3 separate regions of the Mus musculus genome follow, and all the other regions are linked to region 1. Evidence: chromatin contacts called from public promoter capture Hi-C data. All regions are on one chromosome and are shown on one strand. Each heading gives the region's core, a stretch centred on a gene start, on an enhancer-like site or on the middle of the called end of the contact. The rest is flanking DNA. Distances are from core to core; before and after follow the strand shown. Region 1 holds the start of Plxdc2 (plexin domain containing 2). Region 2 overlaps Plxdc2 (plexin domain containing 2). Region 3 has its middle 200 kb from the start of 4930515L03Rik.

Region 1 (3,724 bases), core at 559-3,058:
TTATCTGCCTAATCATCAGCTCTTCTTTATTTTACAAATTAAGGTGGGAAGCAGGTTTACAGGAAGTCACCTGAGTGCTCATTCCTTGTTCACAACCACTCAAGGGAGAACAGAATTAATATCAAATATAATTAGTAGTCTATCCACAACCGGTGTCAGCCATTCAAAGTGCAGAAGGAAAACTCAACATCGATGACTGTCCCATTAATTTTTCATTAGGAAACCACTCTTTTAAACTTGATGTAAATACTCTAGATACACAGATTGAGATGTAATTGAGGATTTAAAACACTCTTGGTAGAGCAAAAATAAGAGAATTACAGTCTTAAGTCTGGTTGGCAAGAGGACATCAACCACTCAGAAGAAAGCTCAGGATTTATCAAGCATCTTGGAATAATAAAAGGTGTAAGCATGGAGTATTTAAACCTTCACAAATATCCCAAAATAGAGAAACGAGTCTTATTTTAGAGAAAACAGGCTTGTTAATGTTTTCAGTGGAAAGGCAAAAATTTCTGTATCGAATTTTGCAGTAATCTTGGCCCACTTCCAGTGGGTTTTGCTAGATGTTGAGATGGATTCAAAGCATACATGCATGCATTCTTCAAAGCATGGCAAGGCCAAGACAGTAACAAGCTACAGCATCGGCTGAACCCAGAACACTTTCGAATGTGTTTAAATTAGCTCTCCCTTTGTCTTCAAGAAAGAGCATTTCTCTTCAGGCTAGCAGATGATTTAAAAAATTAAGTTCACTTGGCTAATCCTCCTTTCTAGGACCTTCTATGAACTTCAGTATAAAATCTTCCTGATTTGATGCCTGGAGACCTGAGGCTTAAAGCTTAAATAAATTGCTCCTTGTGGAAAAAAAATTGAAGTACTAGCCCAGGCAGTGCTCCAGAACATGTATTTTTCACCAAGGATGCATTGTCTCTTTGCTTTCTATTTAGCCCCATTAAAAGATGGCTAAGTGTATGCAAATTAAATTAAATTAAATGTAAGCGGATAAGGGGCCTGGAAAGGGTTAATGCTGAAGCAGACCCTCAAGCTGAAAAAACAAAAACAAACTAGCAAGCAAAAACCCTTTAAACCCCCTATAGGAAATTCAATGGGCTTCCTGTTTCTTTAAACTCTCCCTTTCCCTCCTTCTGACACTTTACCAAACCGCGGTGGCGGCCTCAGGACCCTGCAGCCCAGAGCCACCTCCACCTCCCTCTGTGCGGGTCTGGGGTAGGAGGGGCTTTTGATGGGATGGGGGCTGGGAGTTGGGGGATGTCAGTAACCCTAGCGACTCAGGTTTGCTCCCCCGCCACCCAACGGTTGCCAGACCAGCCCTCAGTGAGGGATGAAATACTATTAACCCTTTAGTGCCCAGGCGGAAATCAGAAGATAGTGGGCGCTCCCTGGGGGGCCTCATCCCTCTCTACCCGCAGGCTGACACCCAAAAGCCACGGAAGCCTGGAGGGTGCAGGCGGCATCGGTTCCTCTGCAAAGGTCATGAACCGGGTGGGCGGATGGCGTCCGGGAGACTAGAATCTGCCACCGCCCCACTCGCACCAGTCCTCGGGTGTTTGGGGCCGCAATGGTCCTCTGGCTTTCCCCAGCCAGTCTTCTCGGGCTTCATCTGTGGGAGACTTTTCTGGCGCCCCCTCTCCCCCGAGAAAAGCTCAGCCAATGGACAGGTTGGTGCTGGCTGCGGGTTTTGGGAGGAAGGTGGGAGAAGCCTGGAGGAGAGAAGGGGAGGGAGGAGGGCGGAGGGAAGAGAGGAGGGTTCAGCGGTAGATCTAGCAAATGGCAAGCCGCCTTCCCTCCCCAAAGTGTAGAGCTGGAGCGCGGGGGAGCGCGGCGGCGCCTCCGCCACCAAACTCCTGGGGCTCCGCGGCGTTCGGAGCCACCTCCTGCCTAGCCCGGAGGGGCTCTCTTACCAGGCTGCAACCTCACTTTCCCGTTTTTCTTTTTCTTTAAAAAACACCCCCACCTCTCTTCTGCTCACAGCAGCTGGTGCATTCCCGGCTCTACTCTCCGGAGCTGCCCATCCCTCCGGCTGCGGGCGAGGACGCGCGCTCAGCCTTGGGCGAAGCAAAGAAGAAAAACTTGTCAGAGGGGTTTCTCCAGCCTCCACTAACCTCCTTCTCTCGGGAACACCAACCACCCGCCGGGGCCAGACCTAAGTCTGGGAAAGTTCCTCCGGTGCTCAGCGCCCTCTTGAATCTGGAACAGCACCGGCGCAGCCAGTGGAATTAGATCTGTTTTGAACCCAGTGGAGCGCGTCGCGGGCGCTCGGAAGTCACCGTCTGTGGGCGCCCGGGTGGCGCTGCCTGAGAGGACCCGGGAGTTTGCCGACCCTACTGCAAGTGACCTTTCCTCCCCTCACTTGGTTGATTGTGTCTCAGTTGGGGGCTGCGAGGGTGACAAGTTGCAGTGAGAGCTCCCGAAGTTCGGAGAGGGTTCAGCTGTCTCTCCTTCACTTCTGTTACCCGGAGTGAAATCCTAGCGAAACTGTCAGAGGCCTCCGGATCCCACCCAAGACTCACCAGCAGAGCTCGGCCGTGTCGCCCCATCCCCAGGGATAACCCCGGAGCCCAGGGTCTCAAGAAAAAATTCGTTGGGCAGGGGAGAGAGGTCGCGGCAGCGGCATGGCAAGGTTCCGGAGGGCCGACCTGGCCGCAGCAGGAGTTATGTTACTTTGTCACTTTTTAACAGACCGGTTCCAGTTCGCCCACGGGGAGCCTGGACACCATACCAATGGTAAGAAGTACTTTTCTCAATTGTTTTTGTGTGTGGCTGAAGATCCTTCCGGTGTCTTCGAACCTCCATCCTCATCTCACACCCACCCAAAGTATCTGCCCTTGGGAAACTTATCCTAGTTGTTTTTCTGGGAAACTTGAGTTTCTCGAATGGGGAAAGAGGTTTGCTTGATCAAAAGGTGTGGGAAACCAGGACTTCCCTGAAGCTATGATGCTTACTCCACCTGGGCGCCAGGGGGTGGTCCTGCCTAACCCCAAGTAGCCCAAAGAGGTCGGGGTGTGAGAGAGCCTGCTGCTGCGGATACCTCTCTGAATCTTGGTTACATCAGGTTGTTTCCCCTCTGGATTCTCATCCCTTGGAGCTCAGAGGCTCTTCCCTGTGCGCCGCGGAAGGGATGGATGGATGAACAATCTGATGACAGTCAGGGATGGCAGGTCGCCCCGTGCCAAGGGAAAACGCCTTGTGTCTGCACATCCCTCCTTCAGGCTATCCTCACTAGTTTTCTCATTGTGGGGTTACTAAGTGGATGCAGTAGAAGCAGCGGGGTTCAGGGATAGAGAAGAGGTGGAGAAGATGGGGACCAGTCGTGCCTATGAGGACAAGCCCTGGCCCCATTGTCCTCTGCCTGTCTGTTTCACAGACAGGCCCCAACATGCCAGCAGTTCCTCAGGGTTTCTTGACACTGTCCCTGGAGGAGAAGGGCCTCCAGATACTTGCAATTGGCCGCACCCTGTGCCCTGGTGATCTGTCTGGTTAGGTGTGTGGTAGTGAAGTGTCCTCCTACTGAGCAGGGACTGGCTAATCCAGCTTTCTCCCAAGACCACTCATTCCACTGTGACCCCACAGATTGCTCCCCATCTCTGCCCTTCAGCAAAGAAATGAACAGGCAGGTCAGTGAAACACTGGGGCAGGAATCTGTGAACTCTTGTAGACTCCCAGCAGGAGTGAGAGCAAAGAGCACTTGAAGAGAAAAAGAAAGGAA
Region 2 (3,743 bases), core at 280-2,779, 310 kb after region 1:
ATATTTAAGTCCCTTGCAAAATTATGTTAGGAAGTCTCACTATTGGGAACAATCCCTCTGTAGATTTTTGTTTCTGATCTTCTCACTGAGTGTATTTTGAGAATAACCAATTATTAAACCAAGTAATGGGTAATTTTCTTCATTTCACAGTTAGGTTAACGCTCTAGTGATTAGTCACAGATGTCCCTTTCATGTTAACATTTGCTAACGACGTGGACTTGCTTCTCTCTCCTCACACTTAGTATTCCAATATTCGATTTTAACTTCTGGGGGCTGACTGACTTTCTTCAGCCAGCCTCATTGCCCCCCGCCCCCTCCCCTTTGAGCTAAACAAGGAATTCATTTCCTGAAATAGAAGTAGAAAATTCATAGTTTCCTGAAAAACAAAACCAAAGGAACTTAAAACTGTGAAACTTATTTTAACACACAAATAAAGTTTTAGCAAGGAAGCTTAACTATATAGCTGCTGGTCTGCCTGAAAGTTTTCTATCACAAGCCCTGAGAGGGACAGTGTACAAATCTCTTAGCATATTTCTGTCTATGCCTTTCCTCATCAATATTATCTGTCACGTTCATATATTAAGCTCTTTTCCATCAGTAATTCTTACGTCAAATATGTTGACCTGGCTTATGCTATCCTGTGCTTTTGTTCTATTATTATATTGCACATCTCAATAAGGACACCCTATAGTGTCCAGAAAAAAAAAAAAAGAAAGAAAGAAAAAACGTCAGTTAATTTGTATAGCAATGTGTCTCAAAATTCCCTTGTATTTGAGCTCTGGAAGACATTCATTTGTACAAGTTTTGACATAGGAGCAATATTTTCCCATGTTTGGAGACATGACAACTGTTCCAAGGAGTTAGTCACGATTATGTAAAACAAGCTTTCGCTTTAATTCTCGAAATGATAGCAGAGCAGCACACTGACCCAGAGCGCCTCATTTCTTGTTCACCAGGTTCTACATGACTGGAAGCTTCTTCCATATGTAAATGTGACAGAGACACACTTCTATTTGCCTACTAAACCTGAAACATTAGATTTTTACATTATACTTAATTAATTTTAAGTTCAAGAACAACATGTGACAAATGGCTGTCATACTAGACATGGCAAAAATAAACCTTGTACCTACATATATTTAAATCAAATTTTGACAGCCATGTATAATATTTGCATAAATATTTTCAGTTTAAAAATAACTTAGGAATTATATATGATTGATGATGAATTTTCAAGTATAAGTGTACCCATTCAACAGTAAATTTGAAACATAATAATTATATAAACAATAATTTATAATTTTGAATTGATGTCATTTGTAATTTAACAATTATAACTTTTGATGTGAGATGGAAAACACAAGCAATTGTGTGATGTTTTTCTTCTAAATTATTTCACAGTGCTTGCAGTTTAAGTCCTTCCAGAAGAGCCTCGTTTATTATTTTCAAAGTCCTCTCTTTAGTTCACTTAGGCCAGATCAGCCTATAAATCTGCAGTGAATGGTGTAAGCTGATCTCCATTCTATCCAAGTACAAAGCCTTTCAAAATTATTCATTCTGTAGAACAGAAAATTGCTTCCCTTTGCAGCACTGTACCACTAGCTCCTTTGATTCTCAGGCATTTGCTACCTCACCAAAGGATCAGTGTGTGTGTGTGTGTGTGTGTGTGTGTGTGTGTGTGTGTGTGTGTGTGTGTGAGTTTGTGTGAAAATGTTCATCTGTGTGTGTAAGAGAATGTGTTTGTATGTATAAGTAAATATGCATGAGAAAATGTGTGTTTGTGTTTGAATTTGTGTCTGTTTCTCTATCTGTGTGCTTGTGGCATATCTTCTGTGTCCATAGAGAAAGCATAACAGGACAGGACTTTGTGTATCCTCTGCTGTCAATCTCTTCCTTATTACTATGAGAGAGCCTGTCACTGAACCTGAAACTTGGCATTTCCTAGAGACTGGTTGGCCAGGAACTCAGGGATGTGCCTCTCTGCACACTCCCCAGAAAGGCTGATGAGCAGCCACCCCCAGCCATTTCCTGAGTGGTATGGATTCAGACTTATCTTTTGTGAATTATGCAAGTGCTCATGCACTATCCAATCTCCCAGCCCACAGAGATGAATTTAAAAACAAACAAAAAACCCCACAGAACACAGAATTCTTTGGATGTTAGGAAACTCTAATTCCCCTATACTGGGGCATAGAACCTTCACAAGACCAAGGGCCTCTCCTCCCATAAATGATGGACTAGGCCATCCTCTACTACATATGTAGCTAGAGCCATGAGTCCCGCCATGTGTTTTCTTTGGTTGGTGGTTTAGTCCAAGGGAGCTCTGGGGGTACTGGTTAGTTCATATTGTTGTTCCTCCTATGAGGCTGCAAACCCCTTAGGCTCCTTGGGTCCTTTCTCTAGCTCCTTCATTGGGGACCCTGTGCTCTGCCCAATGGATAGCTGTGAGCATCCACCTCTGTATTTGTCAGACACTGACAGAGCCTCTCAAGAGATAGCTATATCAGGCTCCTGTCAGCAAGCTCTTGTTGGCATCCACAATAGTGTCTGGGTTTGGTGGTTGTTTATGGGATGGATCCCCAGGTGGGGTATTCCCTGAATGGTCATTCCTTCAGTCTCTGCTCTGAACTTTGTCTCTGTAGCTCCTTCAATGGTTATTTTGTCCCCCCTTCTGAGAAGGATCCAAGTATCCTCTCTTTGGTCTTCCTTCTTGCATTTCATGGAAGTGGGAGTGGGTGGGTTGGTGAGCAGCAGGAGGGGGGAGGGGATAGAGGGTTTTTGGAGGGGAAACTAGGAAAGTGGATAGCATTTGAAATGTAAATAAAGAACGTATCTAACAATAAATAAATAAATAATAATAAAAATAAAGAAAATATCCAATAAAAATGATATTTTGGGGGTATGAAAGGATATGAATACAAAAGTTGAACATATTTTTATGTATTATTTGATTCTCAAAATACTCAATTTGATTAATATGTTTGATGTATAAAATGCATTTATATAATAAAAAATTTAAGAAAAAAAAGAAAAGAAAGCTCTAATTCATAAACCTTAAATATCTGAGAACTTCTCTAGGGATGCCATAAACAAGAAACTCTAGTTAAACTATTTCATTTAATTTTTTGTGTCTTCATTGACTTTTCATCTGAGCCCAAATATGCCAAGCAAGACCAAGTTTTTTACTTACTTAAATTGCTTTTTGATTTATTCACAGTAGTGAGTTTATGTTGGTTATAATATAAAATCTTAAGCACCATAGAAACAATTTTAACACAAGGTTAAAGGGCAGGCATTTGCATGTTCGTTTGCTCAATGCATATTTGCTGGATGCTGAGTGGGACAGAATAAATTGAAGTAAGTAAGCAAGTGTGAACATAAAGTGTTTTTATATCACTCAATCACTAAACGTAGTGCTTATCATTGCAGACCCTTCTCAGTAGCTGCATTATTCCATAAAGCAGGGGGGCACATGTTGATATCAATCTTTGCTGAAATTTGCTACCAGTTAGAATTGTGTTTGTTTGTTAAATTATAACTTGATACTATATGCTTTTTTTACTTATCTGTTTTATTTGCCTCAAACTTTTACTGTTATTTTATTAATTGCTTCCCTCAAGCATTTGTTTAATTTACACCTACCTACTACACAAGGAAGATTGTAATTTTAACTAGCTTAGTTACCTCAACTTATAAACATGCTGGCATGTTAATTTTCCAACTGAATTTTGATATTGAAAACT
Region 3 (3,685 bases), core at 17-2,516, 460 kb after region 1:
CTTTCAATATTATTTCTTTGTTCTGTACATTCAGTGTTTTGATTACTATGTGTCAGGAAGATTTTCTTTTCTGATCCAATCCATTTGGTGATCTGTAAGTTTCTTGTACATTTATAGCCAACTGTTTCTTTAGGTTGGGGAAATTTTCTTCTATGATTTTTTTGAAGATATTTTCTGGAATTTTAATTTGTGAATCTTCTCTTCTTCTAATCCTATTATTCTTAGGCTTGGTCTTTTGATAGTGTCCCAAGTTTGCGGGATACTTTGTATTAGAAACGTTTTGATTTGGCATTTTCTTAATACATCTTTGACTGATGTATCAATTTTTATATCGTATCTTTCTCCTGGGATTCTCTCTCTCTCTCTCTCTCTCTCTCTCTCTCTCTCTCTCTCCCCCCCCCCCCCTCTCTCTCTCTTTCCTTCTATTTTTCCTGAGATAGGGTTTCTCTGTATAGCCCTGGCTGTCCTGGAACTCACTCTGTATACCAAGCTCGCCTCAAACTCAGAAATCTGCTCTTCCATCTCTTGTATTTTGTCAGGTCGAGCATCAAACTGTTTATACAGCAGAATAGCAAGAAGCCAGATGAGATACAAGCCACCACTATACAAAAGGAATGTATGCATCAAAAGAAGGCAGGGACCAGGCTGCTGCTACTAAGTAGGGAGCCAGGTGTAAAGCTAGTCTATTGTTAAGCCCACCACCAGGGGTTCTGCACTAGCAGACCTTCTCATGAATACTGCAATACCACAACCCCCCTCCCCCTTATTTCCTGGGTCTTCAGAAGAATTCACCAACTTGCTCCTAATATGAAGCTTGCTATACCTGGCTGTAGAGAAGATTCCTGTCTCAGTGGGATTCCCTAGCTCTATTATGGTATTCCCTTGTTTGGGTGAGATTTGCTACTGTCCTTAGTAAAGACTTTGCAGACCAGCTCTGAGCTGCTGGCTCTATCTTTTGTAATGCTTAATGAGTTACTGAATAGGTAACTTCCTTACTGCATTCCTGCCAGATTCCAAGCTCTGTAACCTTGAAACACTGGTGAAGGCTCTGGCTATGTCAGAATTCAATATTAAAAGGCACTTATAATAAGATAACACTAAAAGAGAGCACGTGGATCCATACCCCAGACTAACACGGGAATAGGGTATGAGTATACAGGTTAATGAGAATGCCAAAGCTCCAGGAGGTGAGTTTCCCTGAAACTCTATGCCTCGTGAGTGCTCCCAGGCTTCTCAGCCTGTCAAACAGACTTCACTGGAGGGTGTGTGGCAGTACAAGACCTTTGGTGTAGTTAGAGCTGGTAGTCCCTGATGGCAGCAGGACTCTGATTGTCTAGGATGTCATCAGGCCTCCAGGAAAGTAGGCTGAGTTGTGACCCAAGGAGTGCAGTGCAGATCCAGGATTGCATGTAGAGGTGTGGATGGGAAGATGGAACCCAAAGGGGACAGGGAAGACCTAAGGGTTGCTGGGCTTGCTAGGAGCCCCCAAGAGGGTGAGTTAGGGCATGGATGTCTCACTTGGCTGTTCTTGGGGACAGCAGGCCACCCAGAGGCAGGCTGAGCTGTGGCCCTGATGTGGAGTGCAGATCAGAGATTCTCACTACACATTTTATTCAAACACAAACAAGGTCTCAAGAAGAGTTCCCTCAGGTTTTGAAATTCATCTCTAAAGATGATGTCTTAGTAAATTCAACACTGAAAACACAAGCAGAGGAACCTGAGTTTCAGTCTCAAGACCTGTGTAAAAAGCCTGGCATAGCAGTCCAGAGCAGAGAATACAGAGCTGGGAAGGTAGAGACAAACAAATGCTTGGGGCTTACTGGACAGCTATGCTAGCTTAAATAAATAGCTGAGTTTGGGGTTCAGTGAGAGACCCTGTCTCAAAAAAATAAGCTGGAAAGCAATTGGAGACACAGAACATCAACCTTTGACCTCCAGATGCACACACAGACTCACCTAGACACACATGTACACACATTCACAAAGGTGCACACACACATTGATGCACATTCATGACATGTGAAATATATAACAACAACATAAAATGCAATGGACCATGGATAGCTGCTATAATTCTAAAAAAGAAAAGCAACACTGGGGTACGTTTACTCTCTGAACCCAGAAAGAGGAAAAGCCATGCAACACAGAAGTCAAGATTCCTACAAGGCAAAATTTCATGTTTTGATATTTAGCCTCTTTTTTATTGTTTATCTACTACTGCATTTTAATTTACCATCACATATATGAAAATAGTTTCTAGTAAGCCTAAGCAAGGGAAACAATTCAGCCCTGAACACTGACCCTTCATGTTACCTAAGTATAAAAATAGTCCAAAATTGAAGATAAAACGGAAAAAAATTCCACTCATGCATTGTGCTTAATTATATGCTCCAAAAAATAAAATCATCTTTATACTGATGTCAAGCATGAAAAACATCAATGCAGTATCCAAGTAACTGGCGATTATTAATGCACAATGCAGAAAATAACGTAAGAGCTGATGCTTCTGTCTGCAGTTTCTGCCTGTTATCTGAGCCAGGATACACATATACACACTCACACACACTCATACTCACAATCATGTACCTACATAGATTCATACACATACATGTTCACATACTCTCATATACACACACACACATACACACTCTTGCACACACAGGCATGTTCCCTCTACAGAAACAGATTCAATCCTTCCATGAAATGGGGAAGAAGCACAGAGTTTATAGCCAGACTTTGGGTTTAGTTTGCCATTTCCTTTGCTGTACACTCAACAAGTACTCAATATTTGGGATTTCATTTTTTCCGTATCTAAATTTAAAATATAATTAATATTCATTTTCTAGTTGGCTCTATGAAATAGATAGCCTTAAAAGGTTCCAAAAATTGCCTTTTTTTCCCCTTATCAATTTTCCAATTGAAAAAAATTCATACAGTACATTATGGTCATGATTTTTCCTACCCCAATTCCTCTAGGATCTCTTCACCTCCATATCCAATCAAGTTGATGCTTATGTTCAATTTCTCTCTCTCTCTCTCTCTCTCTCTCTCTCTCTCTCTCTCTCTCAAACAAAAAACAAAAACTAAAGAAAATAGAAACACATGTACAGATTGACAAAAATACAAAAGTGTAAATATCTGAAACGAACCAAAATGAGACAAAAAAGCCTACACAAATACCACTGAGTTTGTTTCAGGTTGTCCAACTGCTCCTGAGCATTGAACCTGCCCTGAGTACAGTTATGATGCCCAGTGATACTCCATTGGACAAGACAGTTTTTTTTTCTCTTCCAGTGGTTATAAATTACAGATCTCCTCTTGTTAGTGGTGGTATGTAGAAAAGTTGTGGAAAGTTATATTTACTCTTGCTGGGTCTGAAAAATTTAAGAGGTGTGCCAATATAATTTTTTCTTCATGCCTACATTCATTATAAACATTCAGTCAGTAGCAATGCCAAATTACTTATAAAATAATATTGATTTAGATAATTTTTATGAGGTACCTTTAGACTGTTAATATTCAGTGTTTAGTTCTTAGTTTTAGATATCTAACATATATCTCCTACTATACAATTTTACTTTAGTTGATTATATGCTCAAGTATTTCCTATTCAAAGAAACAATATTATTTTAAGATCACAATGAATATCAATGCTTTAGAGCCATTTCTACTGAGAAAATAAAGG

The links. Promoter capture Hi-C pulls out the DNA fragments that hold promoters and counts their contacts.
Region 2: a contact with region 1 is called in a promoter capture Hi-C map of second pharyngeal arch cranial neural crest, with 2.1 times the contacts expected there. The contact joins the enhancer-like site here to the promoter of Plxdc2 in region 1. A contact is called at or near these places in 1 of 39 promoter capture datasets (second pharyngeal arch cranial neural crest), 3 of 484 Hi-C or Micro-C datasets (cerebral cortex, muscle stem cells and nephron progenitors), 5 of 115 datasets of contacts at active chromatin or transcription factors (embryonic limb bud, fibro-adipogenic progenitors, microglia and 1 more) and 1 of 9 other capture datasets (adipose tissue).
Region 3: a contact with region 1 is called in a promoter capture Hi-C map of embryonic stem cells, with 2.3 times the contacts expected there. The contact joins the enhancer-like site here to the promoter of Plxdc2 in region 1. A contact is called at or near these places in 6 of 39 promoter capture datasets (the 3T3-L1 cell line, cranial neural crest, embryonic stem cells and 3 more), 2 of 484 Hi-C or Micro-C datasets (cortical neurons and uterus), 3 of 115 datasets of contacts at active chromatin or transcription factors (epiblast stem cells, fibro-adipogenic progenitors and kidney) and 1 of 9 other capture datasets (adipose tissue).

The regions. Positions count from the first base shown.
Region 1 is chr2:16,354,496-16,358,219 of GRCm38.p6, forward strand. It overlaps Plxdc2 (plexin domain containing 2), which reads left to right and starts at 1,809. Exons shown (of 14, transcript NM_026162.6): 1 at 1,809-2,742. The coding sequence starts at 2,631.
Region 2 is chr2:16,663,177-16,666,919 of GRCm38.p6, forward strand. The region is part of intron 7 of Plxdc2 (plexin domain containing 2); the gene reads left to right. Among named protein-coding and RNA genes, the nearest start is that of Plxdc2, 310 kb to the left of the region's middle. Within about 2 kb of position 1,530, at least 7 of the 459 cell types and tissues checked have an H3K27ac peak or open chromatin away from gene starts, as enhancers often do. A contact at or near this core is called in second pharyngeal arch cranial neural crest, where this site is marked.
Region 3 is chr2:16,810,840-16,814,524 of GRCm38.p6, forward strand. No RefSeq gene overlaps it. Among named protein-coding and RNA genes, the nearest start is that of 4930515L03Rik, 200 kb to the right of the region's middle. Within about 2 kb of position 1,267, at least 11 of the 459 cell types and tissues checked have an H3K27ac peak or open chromatin away from gene starts, as enhancers often do. A contact at or near this core is called in embryonic stem cells and epiblast stem cells, where this site is marked.